2 separate regions of the Ovis aries genome follow, and region 1 is linked to region 2. A link is a contact called in public Hi-C data. All regions are on one chromosome and are shown on one strand. Each heading gives the region's core, a stretch centred on a gene start, on an enhancer-like site or on the middle of the called end of the contact. The rest is flanking DNA. Distances are from core to core; before and after follow the strand shown. Region 1 overlaps XYLT1 (xylosyltransferase 1). Region 2 overlaps XYLT1 (xylosyltransferase 1).

Region 1 (6,481 bases), core at 901-3,400, 110 kb before region 2:
TTTGTTCATCTAGTCAACTATCCAGCATCTCCTCTGGGCACCCTGGACACGACAGAGTCCTCTCCTGAATCCTGCTTAGGTGAGTGGAGTAGAAAGCCAATACAAAAGTAAGCAAATACACAGAGTGAAGTAAGTCAGAAAGAGAAAAACGAATATCATATAGTAACGCATATATGTGGGATCTAGAAAACGGTGCAGGTGAGCTAGCTGCAGCCTGGGAACAGAGACACAGACAGCATGGGCGTGTGGACACGGCAGGGAGAAGGAAGGTGGGATGAACCGAGAGGGTGGCACTGGCGTTTATACACCAGCACGGGTGAGACAGACAGCCAGCGGGAACGCACAGCACAGCACGGGGAGCCCAGCTCTGTGCTGCCCCGGATGGTGGATGGGGGAGATGCAGGAGGGAGGGGATATATGTATGCTTATAGCTGGTTTACTTTATTGTACAGCAGGAGCCAATACAACATTGTAAAGCAACTACGTGAGTGTGTGCTAAGGCACTTAAGCCATGGCCTACTCTGTGCAATCTACGGACTGCAGCCCGCCAGGCTCCTCTGTCCAGGGGATTCTCTAGACAAGAATACTGGAGTGGGTTGCCTTGCCCTCCTCCAGGGGTTCTTCCCAACCCAGGGATGGAACCTGCATTTCTTATATCTCCTGCATGAGCAAGTGGGTTCTTTATCACTAGTACCACCCAGGAAACCTGTAAAGCAATGATACCCTAATTTTTAAAAAAGCAAGTAAACAGAGAATACAATTGCAAACATAGTGATATAGACTATGAAGAAAAAAATTTAAGCATGTTAAAGGGGGGCAGATTATTTGACTATGGTGGCCAAACGTAGGCTGATGTGAAGTGGATACACTTGAACAAGCTCAGAGTGAACTGAGGGGGTGAGTCATTTAATTATCACGGATGGAGGAGGATTCTGGGCAGCTGTCATAGCAAGTGCAAAGGTCCTGAGGCCTCCATCTCCATGGTGTTTATAATAGTCCCAAATAGGAATCGACCCAAAGGTCATACTTGTTGATACAGAACATTATCTATAACATATTAAGCAAAGCAGAAGTCCTTCAATGCAATCCATAACAATTAAAAGACCTGCCCCCAAACATTAACAGAAGATCCATGGTGGCATGACAGTTTTCATTTCTTCCTTATACTTTTCCATGTTAACTACATTTTGTAAGACGGATAACTTTTATCAGCCAACCTAACAATAAAGGCGATGCTTGCTGCTGCTGCTGCTGCTAAGTCACTTCAGTTGTGTCTGACTCTGTGCGACCCCACAGATGGCAGCCCGCCAGGCTCCCCTGTTCCTCGGATTCTCCAGGCAAGAACACTGGAGTGGGTTGCCATTTCCTTCTCCAATTCATGAACGTGAAGTCACTCAGTCATGTCTGACTCTTCGCAACCCCATGGACTGCAGCCTACCAGGCTCCTCCACCCATGGGATTTTCCAGGCAAGAGTACTGGAGTGGGTTGCCATTGCCTTCTCCTAAAAGGCGATGCTTACTGATACTTCTAATACTTCTACTGTTTACTGAACATGCCAGCTATGTATTAAGCCATTTCTGTGCACGATTTTTTTTTTACTTCCATCCAAACTTCTATGAGAAAAGGGTTATTATCTTCCTCTGATATGGCGAAGGAAGCTGAAGTTCAGAGACGTCCCGGTTAGGAGTTCGTTGAGCTGGAAATGGAGCTGGTCTGTTTTACGCAAGCCCTATTATTGCCACTATGCTCCATCAAATTGTCCTCATTTCCAAAAGATGAAAATCTCTTCCTAGAAGCCTATCAGTTGGCTTTTTTTCAGCTGCAGGACAGATAACAATGACATGTGGTCAGAGCTATGTGTGTCTTTACAGACTGAGATCCAAACGTTGCCCGGTTCCTAAAAAAAGCTATGAATTTAACAGTGTAATCAGATTCCTGTGGCATAAAACAGAAAATAAGTGGAAGAATCAGAGTGATTAGAGGCAGCAGGAGAAGCTGACTTCAGACAAATGTTAAAAAGCCACAGTTGTGGGCAGGCATATAAAGTATATTTTTGCCATGCAGGTGGGAAGGCCAAGGACAAGTGCTCACGGAGGGCTCTGCCCAGCAACTAGCTGTGCCAGCTTCAGCCTATTACCCAATTTATTGCCATGGGTCAAATAAGGGCTATGCAACCCTTGGGCTCTAAAGAGCTGCTGAAGACGAAGGTACTCTGCAAGGACCAATGCGCTGTGCAAATGTCGACATGTTGGCAATGACTATGCTTGTGGTTCCCTTTAGGGATACGATCTGGGAGGAGACAGTGAGCTACAGTGGTTAAGAGCATAGCCTCTGGTCAGGCAGATCTGTGTGACTTTGGAGCAGTTAAACCACCTCTCCAGGCCTCAGTTCTCTCATCTGTAAAATGGGTACATTATCATCACAGAGTCTGTCTCACGTGGATGTCTGTGTCCGTTAGAATAGCTATCAACACTGCCAGCATTACTGCCACCATTTCGATTTGGCTATTCAGGATCAAGTTTGTTGTAACCACTGGGCTCAGCTCCAGCACTCTACCTCAAGGCCACGTGGCCTCTCGGGGCTGTGTATACCTGGGAGCTCACTGCTGCAAATAAACACCCACACCCAGAGTCTCCCTCTGCGGCATCTGCCTCTGATCACAACTAATAACAAATGCAAAACGAAGGAGCCTCTTGACTGGAATAGTTATTCCACCAACAAAGCCCGCAATTCTATTTATGCTCTGAAGGGGCCTCTTTGAGCTGTTGCAAGGGGAGCTTTCTGACTTGGTTCCAAATTATAGGGGTGGCTGGATCTTGGGGAGAAGTGGAGATAAGACTGTGTTACAAATAGGATTGGGGTCAGGGGCGCACCCAGGCCCGTGCCCTAGGCTTGGGGCGGGCTCCACGGCTCAGAACCACTGCCAGCTCGGCCTCTTCAGAGCAAGGACTATGAAAAGACACCTCTCTGATCGTCAGTTCTTTCTCTACAAAGCGGGTTAGTCACAGGTAGCTCTATTTTTAATTTTTTGAGGAGCCTCCACACTGCTTTCCATTGTGGCTACACCATTTTGCACTCCCACCAGGCTGAATGTTGAGGACACGCACTGAGCTGAATAAACCGGTCCCAGAAAGACAAATCCAGCGTGATTCCACTCTTATGAGTGACCTCACGTGTCTAACTCATAGGATCAAAGAGGGGAAATGTGGTGGCCAGGGGCTGAGGGTTCGGGGAGTAGGGAATTACCACCCATGGGCACAGAGTTCCAGATGAACCCAATGAACGGGTGCTAGAGATCTGAGCACAATGCTGCACCTATAGCCAACAATACTGGATTGTGTGCCTAAACTGTGTTAAGAGGGTAGATCTCACGTTAAGTGTTCTAACCAAAACACGACACATTTCTTAAAAACAGAGAGGATGCCCAATCTGCCCCTGACCCCACTGGGTGGTGCTCGTGGGCGGGGCACGTTGGCACACCAGGCTGCTGCGCTGAGCAGGAGTCAGGGCTTCGGAGGAGAAAGCCTGGCAGGTTCTAGGTGCTTCCTCAGACTTGGGCCAAGGGCTTTTTTTTTCTCACTGGGAAGTTTCAATGCTGAGTTCTGGTGATTAGAACTTGAGAGAAGCCCTCTGCTCTCAAGGGATTTCGAAAAGGCCACAGGGCCACGTGTCTGGATCCAAATCTTGCTACTGCTGTGAACCAGCCATGGAGCCGTGAGCCAGTCATTTCCCTTCCTTGGTCCCCAAGACTCTTCCAGAACAATAATGACGTCTGAGGCATACTGAGCCCTAAGCACTATGCACACAGGATCTCATTACTTAATTTCCCTGAGGTCTAGGAGGCAGATACCATGATTATTACCCCCATCTCACCATGGGGGGTGGTTCTGAGGCTGCAAGGCACTGAATAACTGATGACAAGTTACCCTCTCTGCAGAGGGCTGCATCGGCGACAAACCCATGCTTTATTCTAGCAGATGAGGAGGTAACATTTCAATAGTCTAGAACTTTAGCCTGACCACGGAATTAGCATCACTGGATACAAAACAAAGTGACAGACTTTACTTTCTTGGGCTCCAAAATCACTGCAGACAGCGGCCACAGCCATGAAATTAAAAGATGCTTGCTCTTTGGAAGCAAAGCTATGACAAACTTAGAGAGAGTATTAAAAAGCAGAGACGACACTTTGCCAACAAAGGTCTGTCTAGTCAAAACTATGGTTTTTCTGTTAGTAATGTATGGATGTGAGAGTTGGCTGAATGCTGAAGAACTGATGATTTCGAACTGTGGTGCTGGAGAAGACTCATGAGAGTCCCTTGGACATCAAGGAGATCAAACCAATCCTAAAGGCAATCAACCCTGAATATACATTGGAAGGACTGATGTTGAAGCTGAAGCTCTAGTACTTTGGCCACCTGAGGCGAACATGCAACTCACTGGAAAAGACCCTGGTGCTGGGAAAGATTGAGGGCAGGAGGAGAAGGGAGAGACAGAGGATGAGATGGTTGGATGGCATCACCATGTCCGTGACTCAATGGACATGAATTTGAGCAAACTCTGGGAGATAGTGAGGGACAGGAACGGTGAGGTCACAAAGAGTTGGACATGACTGAGTGACTGAACAACAACAACTCTCTTGAGACAGGGCTGGTTGTTGGTCCTTTCTCCCAATCTTCCTTCATTGTTCAGCTTTATCGAAGCATAATTGACATAGAAAATTTTAAGATATTTACAGTGTACACTGGGGTGATCTGATATACATATACATTGTGAAATGATTCCCCCATCCAGTTAATTAGCATATCATCACCTCATTTATTTAGAGGGTGGAAACATTTACATTCTACTCTCTGTGACTTTCCCTCGTACAATACAGTGTTATCAGCTTAGTCTCAGATCTTATTCATCTTATTGCTACAAGGGTGTATCCTTTGACAATCTGTTCTCTTCCCTCTACCCCCAGTCCCCGGTGACCACTTTCCTACTCTCTGTTTCCAAAAGTTTAACTTTCATGAAATGATTCCATGTATAAGTGGTATCATGCAATGTTTGTGCTAGTCTGGTTTGTTTCACTCAGCACAAGGTCCTCAAGTTCCAACCATGCTGTCCCAGTGGCAAGGTGTCCTTCTCTCTTGAGGCTGAATCATCTCCCCTGTATATACCACATCAAGTTGGCTTTCTTGATAGCTGGCAGTTCCCCATGAGCCAAAGCCAAGGTTTTATATCTCCTAGCCTCCTTTTCCTGGCACAGAGCTAAGCTCAGGGGAGAAGCCCTCTGTGAATGAATGATTTAGACTGATGGATTAAACTGGACAGCTCCATCCGTTCAGGGCCTGGGGGGAGCTGAAGTGGAAGACTCATGCTTGAGCTGTTGCCCATGAGGGTCTCCACTCAAGTGAACTGGCTGGGGGCTGGGCTCTACTTCTCCTGGCTCAGGAGCCCCAAGCCTCCCTGGGAGGAGCTGGGCAAGTGCCTGACCATCCCTCCAACATTGGGGCTGCCTGACCTGATGGGAAGTGAGGGAGGAGATACTGAGCAGGGACTGTAGAGTTGGGAAGCTGAAAGCACCAGTCCAAGGATAAAGCTGGCCAGGCCACGCCCTCTGGAGATCAGGAGAAGCCATCCCTGACCCGTCCCCCCATCCGGTCTTCACACCCCCTTCCACAGGCCCGCCAAGCACCCTGCATTTCTTCTTTTTATTAAAAAAAAAACATGGTAAAATACACATAACATAAAATTCACCATTTTAACCATTTTTGAGCATACAGTCCTAGTGTTGAGTACCTTTACATTACTGTACAACCAGCACCACCCCATTTTCCATCCCGTAACACTGAAACTCTACACCCATGAACACTAACTTCCCATTCCCCTCTGTTAGCCTCTAGTAGGGCTTCCCAGGTGCTGCAAGGGGTAAAAAACCTGTCTGCCAGTGCAGGAGGCATAAGAAATGTGGGTTCAGTCCCTGGGTTGGGAGGATCCCCTGGAGGAGGGCATGGCAACCCACTTCCATATTCATGCCTGGAGACGCCCATGGACAGAGCAGCCTGGCAGGTTACAGTCCATGGGGTCACAAAAGGTCAGACATGACCGGAGCGACTGTGCACAGCACGACCTCCAGTACCCACCATTCTACTTCCTGTCTCTATGAATCTGACACCTCCAGGTGCCTCATCTCAGGGGAATCTTATATTTGTTCTTTTTACAGTTGGCTTCTTTCATGGAGCAAAATGTTGTAGCATGCGGCAGAATTTCCTCCCTCTTTAAGGCTGAGTGATACTCCACTGTGTGTGTGTTCCACATTTTGCTCATTCATTCATCAGTAGACAGCTGGGTTGCTTCCAATTTTCGGCTCTTGCGAATAAAGCTGCTATGAACACAGGTGTGTAGTTACCTCTCTGAGACCTTGTTTTCAATTCTTTGGGGTACAGACCCAGAAGTGGAATTGCTGGATCATATCGTAACTTCATTTTTCAAAAT
Region 2 (6,711 bases), core at 636-3,135:
ATGGAGACTCCAGGCCTGTCCTAAGGGACCAGGTCTTTTGGGAAAGGGCCCACTGGCAGAAGTCGAGCAGAGAAGCTGAAGGAGAGGGCCGTGGCCACAGATGGCCTGCCCCGGCGGGTCTGAAGCGGTCCCGCTCTGGCTCAAACGTGTTCCTGTCTGCCAGTCTGCCCCCAGTACCTGGTCTGATGTTCGCAAGGCTGCCCTGGGCTGTCTGCCAGCATCAGGACCAGACAGAAATCTGCTGTTCCACATCTCAGCCCCTTCCCTGGCGCCTGGCAACCCCACAGAGGCCTGCTTGTGAGGGCAGGAAGCCGGAGCCTGGCCTGCCTGGCCAAAATCTTGGCCTCTGGCTGCTGGGGCTAGGGTGGGGGTGGGCAGGGGCGGGGAAAGGGGGCACACAGTGAGGCCTTACAGCACAGAACAAGGCCTCCCTCTCCAGCAGGGCCTCCAGACGCCGCCTCGCGGGCAGCCACCCACCAGACAAGGCTCCTCTTTGCCGCTACTTTTATGGCATGTGGGGCTCCTTGGAAGGGAACGTTCCTTGTGCTTATAACTCTGTAAGGATGATCTGTGTGTGCAGATAGGGACTACCCAGACCCACGGACGCTGCTTGATTTCTAGCCAGAGAGGTGGAGCTGTGGGTAAATTCTTTCCTTCTTCAACGTGGCACTCTGTTCATATTGCTATAATGCTGCTGGTATAGTTAGGTAAAAAAGGTTTCCTTTCATTAAGGGAAAAACAATTCAAACCATAGAGGGAAACATGTTTTAAAAAATCCGCTATGTTATTGGGAACAATTCTGCCTCCATGTGGAGCAACTATTGTCAGGGCTGCATCAGTAAGCTCGTCTCTTAACCTCTCTAAGCCTCAGTTCCCCCAACTGGAAAGTGAAAATTAGGCTGGAAGGATCCACCCCAGATGGCTAACCCACAGAGCTCTGTATGGGAAAGGGTGAGATTGAAGCGTTAAGCGGGGGTCTCTTACTTCTATTCTGTCCAGAGATTCCAAACGCAGCCCCAGCAGGGCGAGTCACTGAGTCACGGTCGTTGCTCCGGGAGTGCTGGACAGGGCTTCTCCAGCCCAGAGAAGATGAAAACCCAATTGTCTAAAAATGTTCTACAGGCCAGAGCAAACTGGTTCATTTACTACTTGCTAGTTTTGACTTCTAAGCAGACTTTGTCCAGGAGTCATTTCAGGAGCTCTCTGTAGTCCTTGGATCAGGAGACAGAAAGCTCTGTAGCGACAGGCCCCGAGGTAATGAACCATGGTCCTCGAGTGTCCACCAGCTCCCCACTCCCTGGCAAGGAGCCTGATGGGGCTCTGACTGAGCCTCCCACCCATCGCCCACACACCAGCACCTTCGGGGCTGCAGAGGACGGAGTGTGCAGTCAGCCCACCCTAGTTGCACACTGGCTGAGTCAAAGTCACTTTTAAAGCCCCCCAGAAACTACTAGACTCTACATCCCAGAAAATGCGTTGCAGGTTTCCCTCAGAGCATCAGAGGTTCCTCTCTCAACACCACCCCCAATCCCCACCACTATGAACTATTTCTCCACAAATGGCATTAATGTGTCTGCTCTTACTTTAGGTTAGAGGAGACAGACACACAAATTAGTTTAGAGCAGCATGTGAAACCAAACTGCACTTTATACCTGCCCCCACCTATCCCATAAAAGGTAAGCCTGCCACGAAAGACAAAAAAAGCCAGAAAACCGCTGACCTAGAGCTAGAGGATCAATACCTACTGTGAAGGAGGGGAAGCTTTATCAACCAAAGCTAACAGAATGGCTACAATTGATAAGAGACAAGGCTCTGTGCTTCCTGGTGGCCTAAGCAAAAAGGGATGCCTTCTGTCATAATGACTCACAATCCAATACCTAGAAGCTCAGTCAAAGAAACAAGAAAAACTCAGTCCTGGGGTGATGTGCCTGAAAGGGTCAGGGAGAGAGGAGGCAGTGGGTGATCAAGTCCAGAGGTCAGTGGGAGCTTTGCCAAGGCCGGGCCTTTGGCTCACACTTCAAGTGGCATGAGAGCCAGTGGAAGGCTGAGTGCAGAGACATGACCTCATCCAACTCGTGATTTAAAAGAACAGCTCTCCGGAAGTTGAGCTGAGAATATCTGCTGAGGGGTGGCAGTCAGAGAAGGGGAGGGAGGAGAAGCAAGCAGATGCGGAGGCTAAAGCAAAGTGCCAGGCCAGAGATGGTGCACAGCCTTAGAATGAAACCAGAGTGCTACCTACCAGGCTTGGCAAACTCTGAACTCATCCCTCCATTCAGTCCCAGCTCAGGCCTCTTTCCTTCCACCTTTTCCCTTCAGCTACGTTGATCTCCATCCATTTCTTGCCCTGTGTGCCCTGTGTGTCTGTCACTCTGGGCATCTGCACCCCCTCGTCCTTTAAGCGTTCTCTTCTTTCCCCGTATCCAGTCACAGTGGGTCACTGCTGCAGTGTTGGTCCATGGTTCAGTGGGTTGATTTTGGCCCATCTCTCCACCATCTTGGTCATCTCATGAAGACCAAGACATGCCTTCCACTGCATGTCCTCCAGCACCACAGCCCAGGACCGGACACATAACAGGCGCTTAATAAATTCTGAACCCTCTGAGGCAGACACAGAACGATTCCTAGGTTAGGAGATGGAAGCTCACAAGGCCACCAACCTGTTGGGTGGATCCCTAGTCTGCCTCTGAGGCCTGTGCCCTTGACCTTTATATCCAATTGCTCTAAACTCAAATCAGAATATCTAGCCTGGATCTTTCTTTGCAAGATTCTTTTTTTTTTTTAATTTTAAACTTTTTATTTTGTATTGGGGCATATCTGATTAAAAATATTGTGACAGTTTCAGGTGAACAGTGAAGGGGGACTCAGCCACACATATACATGGATCCCTTCTCCCTGAAGCTCCCATCCAGGCTTCCACTAACATTGAGGAGAGTTCCATGTACTCTACAGTCCTTGCTGGCTATTCATTTTAATTTTTTTTAACATCAAAAACATCTTATATTGGGGTATGGCTGATTAACAATGTCGTGGTAGTTTCAGGTGAAGAGCGAAGGGACTCAACCAAACTTATGCATGAGGTTATTCATTCTAAACACAGCAGATTACTCTGCAAGATTCTTACCACTGAATTAAATCAAGATCTCTGGGCTTTGATATGGGGCCAACAAGAATGTGATGACAACCTGCAAAACTCAGAGAAGAGGGTTAGGAAGCTGCACCCAGACGCTATGGGATCCGCTGACTTCCCACCTCCATCAGCTCCTGCCCATCTCACTCAGCCCCAGCAGAGTGCGAGAGCAAAGCGGGATTAAGCAGGATCCCACCTGGCTGGCTGGCCTTCCTGCCGCCATCTTCTTCCATGACTCACAACACAAACTGTCCTCCCTTCAGTATACAGCCTTTATCTGATCAATTTTCTAGGTTGTAGCAACCAACAGCGGAATCCACAGGAAATTAAGCATGTTGACTCCATCTTTGGATACCACATGGAGAAGAGATATTTACACATGTCTTCTGGGCCTGGGGGACTGGAGGATTTTGGCAGCCAGTATTTACTGAGTTTTGAATGACAGTTGAGGGTTGGGGGAGGGAGCACAGTTATCTTGCTTCCCAACTCCATGCAGATTTCTGAGTTAGGGGGCCCCTTCTCCTGAGGCTCTCTTTTACCTCTACTTGGCTGACTTAGAGAGTGGAGGGATTTGGGATTAAAGCTAATCTTTCACAGAACCTGGTATCCGAAAGAACTGACTTTTAAGCTCCAGCCAGATTTAAGGGGCCTCTCGTCATCGGCAGCAATGAATTGTGATGGGAATCCATTTCTAGGTGCTTGCCTCGTGCCATCTCTTCGTGGTTCCTTGAGCTGTAACTTCTCCTCAGGTCATTTATGAGGGGAGAAAAAAGGCAACCTTTGAGATTCATGGCAGACATACCAGAGGTCTGGGGAATGAATGTCCAAATACAAAGTAACCATAAATACATAATAACACCAACAGCTAACATTTGAGGGACTAGCACACCGTGCCAGGCACTGTACAGATATTTACATGCAGTGTCCCATGACCCTCACGTATTCTTTTGCAATTGAAATAAAATTCAGGGACTTTCCTAACAGCCCAGTCGTTAAGACTTCACGCTTTCAATGCAGGGTGATGCAGGTTTGATTTCTGGTTGGAGAAATGAGACCCCACACACCATCAAAAGTTAAGATGTGGGGGAAAAAAAAAAACCAATAAACTATGACATGATGCATCGTCACATAGGATCTTTTAAAATAAATAAATAAAATAATAAAAACCCAAGCTCCTTCTCATGGCCTGTGAGACGCTATGGGATCCACTGACTGCCCCCCTCCATCATCTCCTTCCTCCTCCCCTCATTCATCACCATGTTTCAAGCACCAAGCCAGGCTCATTCCCGCCTCAGGACATTTACACACAGACTCCTCTGCCTGGAGTTCTCCCCTGCAGCTCTGAATGTCTGTCTGACTGACTCTCATCATTCAAAGTTGGGCTCCAAGACCACTTACCCCAACACAAACCCTGAGTCCATCTCATCACCCTGTTTAATTTTTCTATAGCAGCTTTCCATGTCCTTGAAGCTTCTTATTTATGTATTTCTTTAGGTGTTCATAGTCTGTTTCTGCTTACTGAGCTCCATGAGGTCAGGGACCTTGGACTCCTCAGTGTCTGGAGTAATACTGGCACACAGTAGGTCCTGCATAAATACTCGAAGAAGAAATAAGAGGGAAACTGGAACTGGGGTTTGCCTGACATCAGTCCAAAACCTGGGTTCGTAACCACTAATCCACACTGCCTCAGCACAGGACATCCCTAATGTACAGGGTCAGGTGACCTGGCCTGCTTCTCTCACTAGCTAAAGGTCTGTTTCCTGCATGCTAGTTGGAGCCTCAGCAAAATCCAATGTTAGGCATCAATGATGCAGATTCCCAACAGCAACTGTAGCTCAGAACCTGGCCCTTGAATTCAACAACTGATGCTGCCAATGTATATAATGAACACCCAGGTGTCACAGACAACACAGAGACAAGTCAGAAAAACACTGGGGAGGAAAGCACGGCTGGCTGTCAAGTAGGCTGGGCTAAAAGCTGCCTCCACTTTCTAGGCCTTGGTTTTCACATCTATAAAATGGGGACAATGACTGTCCATCTATTGTAAAGGGCCTACTTTCAATACCATGTCCAGAAATACATGGAAAATATCTGTTACAGAGCCTGGCACTTCAGAAGCAGCTAATAAGTGGTCATGAAAGAGGTATAAAATGCCTGCCCTATTCAAGTCAACTGGGAACCTGCAGGAGTCCCTCTCTGCCTCTTAGATCCTAGAAGAACAACAGGAAGAACGCTGTCTCCATTGCTTTTCCCAAACCCCATCTCAGAACACATGGGGTGACAGAGGGCAGAGCAGGAAACAGGAGCCATTCTGGGCCATGTCGCGTCCAGGTCACGGAGCTTGGGTTTGGAATCGGCTCTGACAGCAGCTCTGTGACCTTGGTGAAAGGAAGCAGCTCCACCCCCTTTCCTCAGTCATTGGCTGGGATAACGGCCGTGTCACTGGCTGCTGCCCACCTCTCTAACCTCATGTCCTAACCTCCTGCCAAGCCCACTCATCACACCCCCTCCCCACCAGACTTCTTCATATCTTCCGTCTGAGTCTTTGGGAGTCTGTGCCTGCTCTTCCCTCTGCCTGGAACAGCCTTCCTTCTGGCTCTGTCTTGGCCTAAGTGGCCCCTTTATAAGATCTGGCACTTCCCAGGTGGCATCACCTGCCAATTCAGGAGATGTAAGAGACATGGGTTCAATTCCTGGGTAGGAAAGATCCTCTGGAGAAGAAACTGGCAACCCACTATAGTATTCTTGCCTAGAGAACCCCATGGACAGAGGAACCCAGCAGGCAATCCGTGGTGTCGCAAAGAGTCAGACACAACTGAAGTTACTTAGCACATTGTAAGCTCTGCCTTAGTGTCCTTACCATTAAAACAGGGGGGCTTCCCTGGTGGCTCAGATGGTAAAGAATCTGCCTGCAATGCAGAAGACCTGGGTTCAAGCTGTGGGTATGGAAGATCCCCTGGAGAAGGGAATGGTAACCCACTCCAGTATTCTTGCCTGGAGAATCCCATGGACAGAGGAGCCTGGTGGGCCACAGTCCATGAGTCACAAAGAGTCAGACACAACTGGGCAACTAACACTTTCACTTTTTTCACTGATAACAGTACCTACCTTACAGACTTGTTTTCAGCATTAAATGAGTTAACGTATGTAATGCACTGAGAATTAGGCCTGGTATGTGAATAAACATACCAGATGAGACGGTTTGATGGCATCATCGACTCAGTGGACATGAGTTTGAGCCAAACTCCGGGAGATGGTGAAGGACAGGGAAGCCTGGCGTGCTGCAGTCCATGGGGGCACAAAGAGTCGGAAGCAGCTGAGTGACTGAACAACGATGTGAATAAGCGGCGTCCAGTAGTAGCAGCAGCAGCAGTAATAATACTCCAGTCACTACTCTTCTGTGGCATAAAAACCCAAGGTCCACCCAGGTATCTTACCTTTCACAGGTCTGTACGCTCTGCAACCAGACAGTGGTTCTCAACCCAGGCAGCCCATCAGAATCACCTGGGAAGCTCAACATTCAGCTCAATTAGAGCTGACTCTCAAGTAACATGGGTTTGAATTTCAAGGGTCCACATAAATGC

What was found. A called contact is a pair of places that touch in the nucleus more often than the background predicts.
Region 1: a contact with region 2 is called in a Hi-C map of liver, with 4 times the contacts expected there. The contact joins two enhancer-like sites. A contact is called at or near these places in 2 of 16 Hi-C or Micro-C datasets (liver and mixed tissues).

The regions. Positions count from the first base shown.
Region 1 is chr24:16,276,485-16,282,965 of ARS-UI_Ramb_v3.0, reverse strand. All of the region lies in intron 3 of XYLT1 (xylosyltransferase 1), which reads right to left. LOC132658545 (a long non-coding RNA gene) reads left to right here. Exons shown (of 2, transcript XR_009598345.1): 2 at 1-6,481. Among named protein-coding and RNA genes, the nearest start is that of TRNAC-GCA, 120 kb to the left of the region's middle. Within about 2 kb of position 2,150, at least 1 of the 54 cell types and tissues checked has an H3K27ac peak or open chromatin away from gene starts, as enhancers often do. A contact at or near this core is called in liver, where this site is marked.
Region 2 is chr24:16,163,140-16,169,850 of ARS-UI_Ramb_v3.0, reverse strand. All of the region lies in intron 2 of XYLT1 (xylosyltransferase 1), which reads right to left. It overlaps LOC132658544 (a long non-coding RNA gene), which reads left to right. Exons shown (of 2, transcript XR_009598344.1): 2 at 1-6,711. Among named protein-coding and RNA genes, the nearest start is that of XYLT1, 140 kb to the right of the region's middle. Within about 2 kb of position 1,885, at least 6 of the 54 cell types and tissues checked have an H3K27ac peak or open chromatin away from gene starts, as enhancers often do. A contact at or near this core is called in liver, where this site is marked.